Linked DNA regions of Zea mays: all the other regions are linked to region 1. The links are chromatin contacts, called in public Hi-C maps. All regions are on one chromosome and are shown on one strand. The core of a region is the stretch at or near the end of the contact, and the rest is flanking DNA. Distances in the headings are between cores, read along the strand shown. Region 1 holds the start of LOC103637892 (STOREKEEPER protein). Region 2 holds the start of LOC100278008. Region 3 holds the start of LOC100283147 (tyrosine specific protein phosphatase family protein).

Region 1 (3,513 bases), core at 326-2,825:
AGTATGCCAAATTTCATTATTTTCTGCGCTTTGAGACAAAAATTGGCTACTATACCATTGAGGCTAGAGGAAGGAAAAGAGACTAAATTGTCAACACAATCAACCCTCATGACTTGAGTAAATCAAACAAACATGGTAATTTTAGATGACTAAATCCCACTAATTAATAGTGAATAGAGCATGCCAGTTTTCCGATGTAAGTTTAACATCATTTGCACCTTAACCGAAATGTAAACTGATGATAAACGCAAAGAAAAACAGTCTAATTAGTCCAAGCAATTGAAACAACAGAACTAAATTGATCTCTCTCACAGATCACAGAGAATGGTAAAATCTGTACCCAAGTTAAGGCCCTAGGCCTTTGATGGCATCGATGAGCAGGCCATAGACCTCCTTTTCCAGATCATGGCGGCGCATCTGCATGCGCATATCTGCCTCAAGCTGTCGCCTCCATTTGACCTCGGTGTCACTAGCCTCCTGCGACCCAAGCAGCGCCAACCCCTTCTCCAGTGACACACCTGACATGGTCTGCCCGTTCAGCCTCCAGTACTCTCCAAGCACCTCCTTAACCATAGGAAGCTTCACGGCCCCCTCCCTATTCCCGTCAATGTCGTCTGCATCGGCGGCCTCCTCGGCAGCGTTCTCTTCAGGGCGCGTGAGCTCGGCGCCCCAGAGGGCTGCGCCCAGGTCGCGCAGCCGGTGCTCGTGCGCGGTGCTGGAGTCACCCGGCACGGAGTGCTGGAACTTGCTCTTGAGGCGCTTGAGCTTGTAGTACACCTTGGCCTGGTCGAGATGCGGTGCGAGGGAGTCCCTGATGGAGTCGAACAGCTCGCCCATGTCCGGGAGGCGCGGCGCAATGCCGGTGCGGTCCTTGAAGGCGGCAGCGCCCGTGAGCAGCGCGATCTCGTCGGCCTCGCTCCAGAGCTTCTGGACGGCGCCCGCGCTGCCACGCCCCGCGCCGGACGACGGGGCCGCGGCGGCGGCGGCGGAGACCGAGGCCATGGCCGTGGCGAGCGTGGCGGAGTCCGGGAAGGAGCGCGGCTTGGGCTTGCGGTCGCTCTTGCGGGAGGGCGCGGCGGAGGCGTGGTCCGCGGAGCCCTCGCGGCGGGAGCTAGGGTTAGGGTTCGGGGAGCGGCGGCGGCCGCGGGACTTGGAGCGGGAGGTGCGCTTCTTGGAGCGCGGGGTGGAGGGACGGAGGCGCGCGGTGGCGGCGGCGGCGGCGGCGGTGGCGGAGGCGGCTTCGTCCATGGCGTGCGGGGACGGCCGCTTGGAGGGCATCGGCGGCGCGGGGGGGCGAGGGCTCGGGAGGCGGGCGATTCGAATTTCGGCAGGGCTCGGGACGGGAAGGGGATCGGGAAGCCGAGGCGGAAGGGGAAGAGGAGTCCGGTGGGCAGCGGCGCAGGTTGCAGCACTCCGGACGGAGTCGGGGCTCGGGAAGGGAGCGGCGGCGCGCGGCGTGGCGCGCGTGGCGAGTACTCGAGTTGCGGCGGGCCGGTTGACAAGCTGCGAACCTGACAAGTGACAACGGTACGGTTTCTTCGTGCGTTTCGTCGCGGCAGCTCCGTCGGCATGCCCCCGTGTCGCTCGCGCTGTTCCACTTCCAAAGCCTGCGCTCCGAGCGTGACGTCACTCGCACGGCGCGGTGGCTCACCCTGCCGCTGCTGCAGGCTGCTGATCGATCGAACGCCTGCTCTGGATTTTTGACATGTGTCTACCTGTTAATGATCGATGTGTTGTTTTTTTATGATCGGTATGTATGTGATTGAAGCAGATAAAAAAGAGCTTAAGCTAGTTTGAAAACCACATTTTTCCAAGGGTTTTCATTTTTCTCAAGTAAAATTAGTTCAATTTCTTTGAGAAATTTGAAATTCCACGTAAAAATGGGGTTGTTAAACTAGCCCTAAGTCAGTCTACGCTTTTAACGGCATCTGCAATTTAAGATGTACTAGTTGGTAAACACCGGCAGCCAGCAGCAGGCCTGCTCTGAGCTCTGGAGTCCATGGTGACCAGATTCTGAATCATGAGTTCATGACTTAAGTGGCCGTTGCGACTTTGAGGTGCGCTGGACTGGACTGGACTTGCTCGACTGAGGGAATGGAGCCGTGCATTTGCGAGGCGAAAATATCACATGGTCGTGGTCTGCCTCTGAGGGGAACGGAGTTTCCCATCGCTTTGGGACTGGAAAATATCGCGAATCCTGGGGAAAAAAAATATTTGTGTCCACCTCCCTCTCACCCGTCGCGCGCAGAGCCAAACCAACGACTACACCATCGATGTCGGCCGCCGAACCGGAAGCCCATGCGGCCTCCGACGGCTTTGACCGGCGGCGGCGCGAGCTGCAAGCGTTCGACGACACCAAGGCGGGCGTGAAGGGGCTCGTGGACGCCGGCGTCACGGCCATTACGGCCATCTTCCGCCACCGGCCCGCCGGAGTCCCTGGAGGCGACGACCTCGTGCCCGCCGCCGTCCCCCACCGGCGAGGCCGCCGGCATCATCCCGGTCATCGACCTCGCGGCTGCGCCGCGACAAGAGGTGGCCGCGCGGGTGAGGCGCGCGGCCGAGACCGCGGGGTTCTTCCAGGTGGTCAACCACGGCGTGCCGCGGGAGCTCATGGCCGCCGCGCTCGCCGGGGTGAGGCGGTTCAACGAGCAGCAGGCGGAGGCGAAGCGCCGCTTCTACACCAGGGACACCGCGCGCAAGGTGAGGTTCACCTCCAACTACGACCTCTTCCAGTCGGCGGCCGCCAGCTGGCGCGACACCCTCTTCTGCGAGCTGGCGCCCGACCCGCCGCGCCCGGAAGAGCTGCCCGAGGCTGTCAGGTACCGAGTTTCTGATCCGTGCTCCATACTACCGCGATATATACTGTATACTTCACGAGTCACGACTCACGACCGACTGATCGGGTGAAAGGGGCGCGATGCTGGAGTACGGCGACGCGGCGACGGAGCTGGCGCTGCGGGTGTTGGAGCTCCTGTCGGAGTCCCTCGGCCTGCCCAGCGACCACCTGCGCGAGATGGGCTGCGCGCGGAGCCTCAACGTGGCGAGCCACTACTACCCGCCGTGCCCGGAGCCGCACCTCACCCTCGGCACTAGCAGGCACGCCGACGCCACCTTCCTCACCGTCCTCCTGCAGGACGCCATGGGCGGTTTGCAGGTGCTCCTCGACCGCGGCGGCTGGGTGGACGTCCCTCCCCTGCCCGGCGCTCTGATCGTCAACATCGGCGACATTCTTCAGGCCCACACACACACTCTCTCTCCACATCATATCGTCTGGATCTCCATTTCGCTGGAAATTGTTTGCATATAATGTGTCGTTTGGTTCATATATTGATAACGCAATGAGAAATCGATAACATTAAATCATGTTTGTTTAACTCTAACCGTAATCGATACCACACTACAAATGGATACCACATTATTCAAATTTGTTACCGTCGGTATTCGAATGTGAATCGTTACTATTATCATTTACGTTACATTTCGCAAACCAAACGCCACCTAACCCCCACTCCG
Region 2 (3,513 bases), core at 755-3,254, 500 kb after region 1:
CCACACCTGGATCGGGGTGGGCAAATACTCCAGGAGTTAGTTTCAATGACGCTCCTACTCCCAGGGATAACTATGGTATAGAAATCTATTTGATTATTTATTCAGTGTACTATTGTAACTATGCGTTTATTCTGTATTGTGTGGATACTTACGCGAATGATGCTATTTTTTCCACATTCTGATCTCTTAGCAAATGCCCCAAGTCCATACGTGCCTTCCACACCTGTTGGTCAACCAATGACGCCAAACTCAGCCTCGTACCTTCCAGGCACACCTGGTGGTCAACCAATGACCCCAGGCAATGCTGGGATGGATATGCTGTCCCCAATAATAGGTGTGCTGTTGTGATCACTATGTTCTCAGATTTTAATGTGCTGCTGTGCTTTTATAGATATCTAACCATGTGGCGCAATGCCTGCAGGTGGTGATGGTGAAGTTGCATGGCTGTTGCCGGATGTTTTGGTCAATGTGTTGAGGGGAGGTGATGACGGCCCTGGCGTGGTTAGGGAAGTACTCGGGGTACGTGTGTGGTGGACTAGAAAATTGTGTTGAGTTTCATCCAGCGCCATTGCTCATGTGCACTTCAACTTACAGGATGGATCTTGCCGGGTTGCACTTGGGTCGTCGGGCAACGGTGACGTGGTGACGGTCCTTGCGAACGAGGTCGAGGTCATCAGGCCGAAGAAGAGCGACAGGATCAAGATATTGAACGGCAATTTCCGTGGGTACACAGGAAAGCTCATAGGTATAGATGGTTCTGACGGAATAGTGAGGCTTGACGAAACATACGAAGTTAAGATCTTAGATATGGTGATTTTGGCCAAACTGGCCACTTAAGATCTTAGATGTATATGTTGTAACGTGTCCGTCATAGAACGTATTCTGTAACAATGCCCTCGTTTGCAATAAAGCTTTGCTTATTTGCACCATCATTTTCGATTTTCTGCAGCTCTTTGTTCTGCTTGAGGGACTTTTCGTTGAAACGCATGTCACAAATCGAACTATAAGTTGTAACATATGAAAAAGGAAATATCGAACTGCATTTCTATGGCGTTCTTTACTAAGGTCCTGTAACTTTTATATCCGATCTTTACACAAGAACAAAAAACTCCCTATCCCTTTTCAGTCACATAAATAAGAATAGTCAAAATGGCAAGCGTTATATTCTCGAGCAAGCAAGCGGCGAAAAGCCGTGATATCGCTCGTGGGCTTCAGTAATTCTTGGTGAGAGTCTCCCCGACGACGTCCTGCCTGCACTGCTGGAACACCTGCAGGATGTTGCGGTAGGGGCTGCTCCTGGACGACGGCGAGGCGGTGCCGGAGCGGTGGCGCTTGCTGCTCGACGGCCGCGATTCCGGGCTGAGCGCTTCGTCCGCCTCTCGCGCAGGCCGCTCCATCTCCGGCGCAGCGTCCTTCCACAGAGTCTCCAGGAACGACTCCTTCAGCGCCCCATCGACCTGATGATCAGACAAGCAAAACGACGTTTCGTCTTCAGTTGCGGCCGATGGCGGAAGCAGACCGCGCGGCGTGGGAGTCGAATCGAATCGAGGGGGGAATGGGGGATTGGAATTGAATCGCTCACCGTAAGAGGGCAGAACTCCGGCATGGGCCACGCAACGGGCCCGCCTTCGTCGGGAGGCTCCGGCAGGGGTTCCACGGGCGCCATCTCATCTTCCATCCTTGCGTCCGCGACGCCGACGCTGCCCCCGTAGACGACGGCGTCGCCTGCAGCCGCCTCGACCTTATCCTGCGCTCGCAAACAAAGATCACCCATGGTCAGCAAATACCAGGGAGGGCAACGGCGACCCTATCGATCGCGCACGCGGGGACAGACGGCCGGAAAGAGGCGAGGCCGAGGGTTCGATTCCGGGTACCATGAAGCTCGCGCTAGCCTCCACCATCCGATCCCCACCCCGCTTCGCCTCGGATTCCGAGAACGTATCGGCGCCTTGCCTTCCCCCTCCGGTCGATGCTCGAGGCGGGGAGAGGGGGTTCGAGTTTGAAATGGGGGAGAGCGCAACGGCCGCGTATATTATGGGATGGGAAATGGCCAAATGGGGGACATCTGGGAGCAGATGTGGGGATTTTGGGAAAACGCAACGGTTACTTTTTGGGCCGTGCCAGAAGGAGAAGCCCGCTCGCGGGTTTGTCGAGGTGGATCCGATTTGGGGGCCAGCCGGCCAGGTGAGGGGATCAGTGAAAAGGTGAAGGACGGAATCACGGAACCATCTAAAAATTCATATGCAAGACATAGCTATAGATTTCTAAAAATCTGGTTCTAGATATGAACGGACCATAATAACTCTAGAAATCTGGAGAATATGAGGTAGGAGATGATTCCGAATTGAATTAGATAAATCTATAGATTTTTAATCTATTCCGTTGTTGTACCAGTTTAGTTGATATTTTAGATTTTTGGCAGCAAATCTAGTTTAGAAAGCCGAACCAAACACAAATTTAATAAGTCTGCGTGTGTGTTTGTATTACTGGACTAAAGTCTAGTTTGGGATATCAGATGTTTTGATAGAAATTTAAAAGTTTAAACGTTAGCTAATTATAAAACTAATTGTTTATGTCACGAGACAAACTTATTAAGACTAATCTGTACTATACTTAAAGCATCAGTTTCAACGGTCGTCCTGTGTCAACTTTTTACAAAAAAAAGTCTATACATTTCTTCTAAATCAACTCAGCGTAAAATGTTAAAAAACGGTACAAAAGGTGGGTGGGGTTTAAACCCACACCCTGATAGAAGAATGGTGTGGGACACTGGGCGAAGCTGTCTAACCAGTAGAACATCATGCTCAGATGTTTATAATATTGAATATAAATTGTACATAATGTATATATATTTTTTTTGTAAAATAAAAAAATAATCGCGTTGGGCCACCTCATTCTCGGCAAAGGGCGTAGGAGCATGCGCCTCCTCCCCGTATTCGTCCGACACCAGCCCCGACATCGACTCACGCAATGGCTATTGCACGACCACAAGGATGTTTCACATCATGTGCGCACCATCGTTTTCGCCATCGTCGGACGTCCCGTTCGTCTTCCCGGCCTTCGCCCGGTTCTTCCTCCCCAACCTGCTGCCCCGCCCACGGTCGCAGCCGCTCGCCGACGCGGGTATGGGGCGAGTCAGTCATGCTTCTGGCCTTTCTCCGTGCGTGCCGTCGAGGAGGACATGGTGGCGCCTGCCACGCTTAGGTTATCTTGGCGATGAGGAGTACAGGTCTGAGATATTGGACAACCAAGGCCCGTAGCGTGACAACAGTCAGCATATGCTACGGAGTTGGTGGTGGTGTTGTGTCGCTTCGGCGGGTCTAGGACTGGGAAGACACTCGTATTCTCTCGCCCTTGTCGGATTGACGCCTGGTGCGGGTGCCTCTCGGTTTAGAGCTGCTCCGGCTGGGCTTATTTCTCCACTTGCGTGCTCTCTCCCTATATGTCTAGCAGTATACTACCTATGCCGTCTCCAGATGCCCATGTCTTAGTTGTGTCCTTCTTCGGCAACGA
Region 3 (3,513 bases), core at 361-2,860, 330 kb after region 1:
AATCAAAAGAAACATCACAAACTGGAGAAAAGAAACAAATATTTTGACGGCAAGAATTGCTTGTTTCCTCTGGAACCAATAAAACTGCCCATAAAAAGAAATCTAGCAAACATTTAGGAAGTACTCCCTCTGCTCCAAAATAAAAATTGTTTTGCCATTTTAGTTGATTCATATAATATTTGTGTCCTTTATATGTGTCTATATTAGTATATTTATTATTATCTAGTTGAATATAGACATAAAAATACAGAGCTAAAATGAATACTGTTTTGGAACAGAGGGAATACAAGATACAAAAAGTAGAACACGATGGGAGTTCTAAAAAGAAATATTGATCTGAATAACTCAAAGTCATTGCATGCTTTGCCTATTCTGCAGAAACAGCGAAAGATCACCATAGCATGAAACCAAAAATAAGAAGAAAAAAATCACAAAAGGAAACGAAAAGAAATAGAAATAAAGGCAACACATGGAGAGCTCCAAGCCAAAAGCGGTGATGCGTACACGCTGGTAGTGGACTAGTGGTAGGCTTGAATTCATAGGAACCCAACAAATAAAAAAACACTTGAGAATATCGGGAAAAGAGTCAGCAGCACAGCTGGCTTGATTAATCAAAGCAATGCTGAAAGGGACCACCACCGATTCACCGTGAATTTTGAAAATTCTCCAGATAACACTGCCTGCCTACGTGAAGAGGATTTATGGCCCCTTTCACGCAAGTCGGTTACAATAACAAATACTCCAATTTTCTTTGAAGTAGAAGTGCAGCAAATACTACTTAAATTAGGATACACAACACGACATATGATCAACAACGTCGGCTCGGGGCAAACAAGCCGTGCATCATGATTGTTACCTAAAGCAAACCATAATTTAATCTCTCCAGAGTAATTATACGCCTCCATGAACCATCGCTAACCGACCGCAAAGCAGCAGAAGATTTCGTTGAAAACACGTGGCCCGATTGTTAATTGATTTAGGATTTACCTTGCGCCCCTCGATTCCGAACTGGTGGAGCCTGATCCCATTCTTTTCTAGGAACTCCGTGTTCGTCCCCGGGTACGGCTCCGGGCACAGGTACCTGGCGCGCTGGAACGGTTCAGAGCGCCGCACGAGCACAGTGATTCGAGAGACGGCGCCGGCATGGGAGAGAGCGAAAGAGACGCTTACACGATGGAGCGGAGGTTGAGGGACTTGAGGAACCGGAAGTTGGCGGTCCCTGGGAATCCGGAGCGGAAGATGCCGTCGTCGACCACGGCGAAGTTGAGCGGCGGCACGAGCGCCGCCTCGTCGAACGCTGGCGGCGGCGGCGGGAGCGACGGGGGCAAGGGGCAGATCCTTGGCGGCTTCTCGTGCTTCCACAGGTCCAGGCCGCTCATCTCCATGGCCTCCTCCCTCTGCTGCGCCTCCAGCACCCGCTGTTTGGGCTTGGGCATGACCTCCAGCTTCATGGCCGCGGGGCGGTGAGGGAAGGGCCCTAAAACCGAGGCACGGCGCGCGGGTGGGTGGTTTCTTTGTGGGCAATTTGGCCGTTATTTATAGGGAAGAAGGCGAAAAACAAAAGGTAGCATGAGAGGTTTTTGCCTAGAAAATATCGTGTGCAATCAGGTTGATGTTTAATCATCTAGTAGATCCAATTACAACTAAGGGCTCTTTTGGCGCGACTCTTTGAACGACTCTAGCTCGGACTTATCATAAAGCCCTACCTAATGGTAAAATATTCGGTTTCTCGTCGAAAGCCCTTGAAAAAGTAGAGTCGTTTTTGTGTTGAAAGATAGAGCACAAAAACATGGCTTCTATTTAGGGTGGAAACGAGCCAAGCCAATCTCGACTCGGATCGTTGCGGCTCGGCCATGTAACGAGTTGAGCTCGGTCTAACAAGCCTGAAAAGTTGGCTCATGAGTCGGCTCGCCGAGCCAACGAGCTTGGCCATAAGCATAAACTTACATCCAAATTATAATATAAAATTTCAAAATTAATTTAAATAACATATTTTAAATTAGTATTGATTTCGCACATATCAGATACTCATCGGGTAACGAGTATGGACAATAGATATCCATACGCGCGAAAAAATATTTGTGAATATTTTATTATATTCATACTCATATCTATAGATAATAAATTCTATCATATCTGTATCCGATGGATAATTACTTGTGGATATTTATCCATACACGTACTCACTCCCATCCCTAATTTTGAGAGTGAAAGGGGGGTGGTGATTTGATTATGGAGCACGTAATGTTATGAAATATTATGGAGCAATGAACTATATGAATGTTTTTATGGTCGACATATGTTTCATGGACTAAGAATTGAATTTATATTCCTGCTGAATTAGTGACCACAGGAAATATCATACCCCCACAAATAGTCCCCATATCACCTTGATAGAAGCGTCCACGGGAAAGAGGCCCACATAACCTATAACTAATATACAGTATATACATAGGACCGGTATGAACAGATATTCGCGCTGCAGCTTCAGTGATTTGTGACGGAAAAACAACACGGTTCGAATATTGCGGCTGGAAGGTCGCCGATGGTCCTTATCGACCGTTACGGTAGTTATCCACTGTCTCATAATCTATACTATATTTAAAGTATCAGTTTAAACAGTCGTTCCACGTCATCTTTTTACAAATAACCCCTCACAGCTATTTCAAATTAATCCGTTGCACGACTATAGATGGTCAAACGGCGGTCTAACTAAGTGTGTGTTTGGCATGGCTCTGCTCCACCCCAGAGCAGCTGTACTCCAAAACTCCGGGTGGAGCAGCTCTGCACCAGAGTTTAGATTGTTTCTAATAATCGGTGGCAATGGGGGGTAAATAACTCCAAACTTCATGTCTAGGTTGCTTTTTTGGAGTTTCCAGAGTAGCAAAATAGGTACTCCAAAAAATTGTATTGCAGCTCCAAAAACTCCATAGAGTTTATGACTCTGGAGTTAGGGTGTTTGGCATACCCTAGCCAGCTCCTCCTTAGAGTTTTGCTCTGGAGCCATGCCAAACACGCCCTAAGTCAGACGCCCGTGTACCACAACTCTGGCCCAGGCACGTCTGACTGTGCCGAGCCAGCCCGTTAGCCTGTCGGCCCCGTGGGCCACAAGTCTGGTCCAGGCACGTCATGCCGGCCTGCTGACTGTGCCGAACCAGCCCGTTAGCCTGTCGGCCCATTTGATTAAATCAGCGTAAAATGTTAAAAACAGTGTAAGAGGTGGTGTTTGAACCCATGCCCTGATGGAAGAAGGGCAGGAGACAGTGGGTGAAGCTGTCTAACCTGTAGCACATCATGCTCAGATGTTTTTAATATTGAATATAAATTGTGAAAGGGAAATAGGCTTACACCTTTTCCTATATGAATTTTGGTGGTTGAATTGTCCAACACAAATTAATTGGACTAACTAGTTGCTCTAAATTATGAGTTCTACAGATGCCAAATGTTCAACACAAATCAATAAAAGTCCAAGAAAGGGTTCAAATAAAAAGAACAAAAGACAACCGAAGTGTG

The links. A called contact is a pair of places that touch in the nucleus more often than the background predicts.
Region 2: a contact with region 1 is called in a Hi-C map of tassel, with 2.8 times the contacts expected there. The contact joins the promoter of LOC100278008 here to the promoter of LOC103637892 in region 1. A contact is called at or near these places in 2 of 25 Hi-C or Micro-C datasets (ear and tassel).
Region 3: a contact with region 1 is called in a Hi-C map of ear, with 2.4 times the contacts expected there. The contact joins the promoter of LOC100283147 here to the promoter of LOC103637892 in region 1. A contact is called at or near these places in 2 of 25 Hi-C or Micro-C datasets (ear and leaf).

Annotation. Positions count from the first base shown.
Region 1 is chr9:9,804,257-9,807,769 of Zm-B73-REFERENCE-NAM-5.0, forward strand. LOC103637892 (STOREKEEPER protein) reads right to left here and starts at 1,576. Exons shown (of 2, transcript XM_008660910.4): 1 at 341-1,576. The coding sequence starts at 1,278. The coding sequence ends at 346. It also overlaps the pseudogene LOC111589253.
Region 2 is chr9:10,304,024-10,307,536 of Zm-B73-REFERENCE-NAM-5.0, forward strand. It overlaps LOC100278008, which reads right to left and starts at 2,005. Exons shown (of 3, transcript NM_001151010.2): 1 at 1,875-2,005; 2 at 1,583-1,747; 3 at 1,020-1,457. The coding sequence starts at 1,901. The coding sequence ends at 1,212. It overlaps LOC103637903 (putative transcription elongation factor SPT5 homolog 1), which reads left to right. Exons shown (of 22, transcript XM_008660913.3): 19 at 1-75; 20 at 191-334; 21 at 422-519; 22 at 595-932. The coding sequence ends at 837.
Region 3 is chr9:10,130,358-10,133,870 of Zm-B73-REFERENCE-NAM-5.0, forward strand. It overlaps LOC100283147 (tyrosine specific protein phosphatase family protein), which reads right to left and starts at 1,611. Exons shown (of 5, transcript NM_001156049.2): 1 at 1,171-1,611; 2 at 988-1,081. The coding sequence starts at 1,451.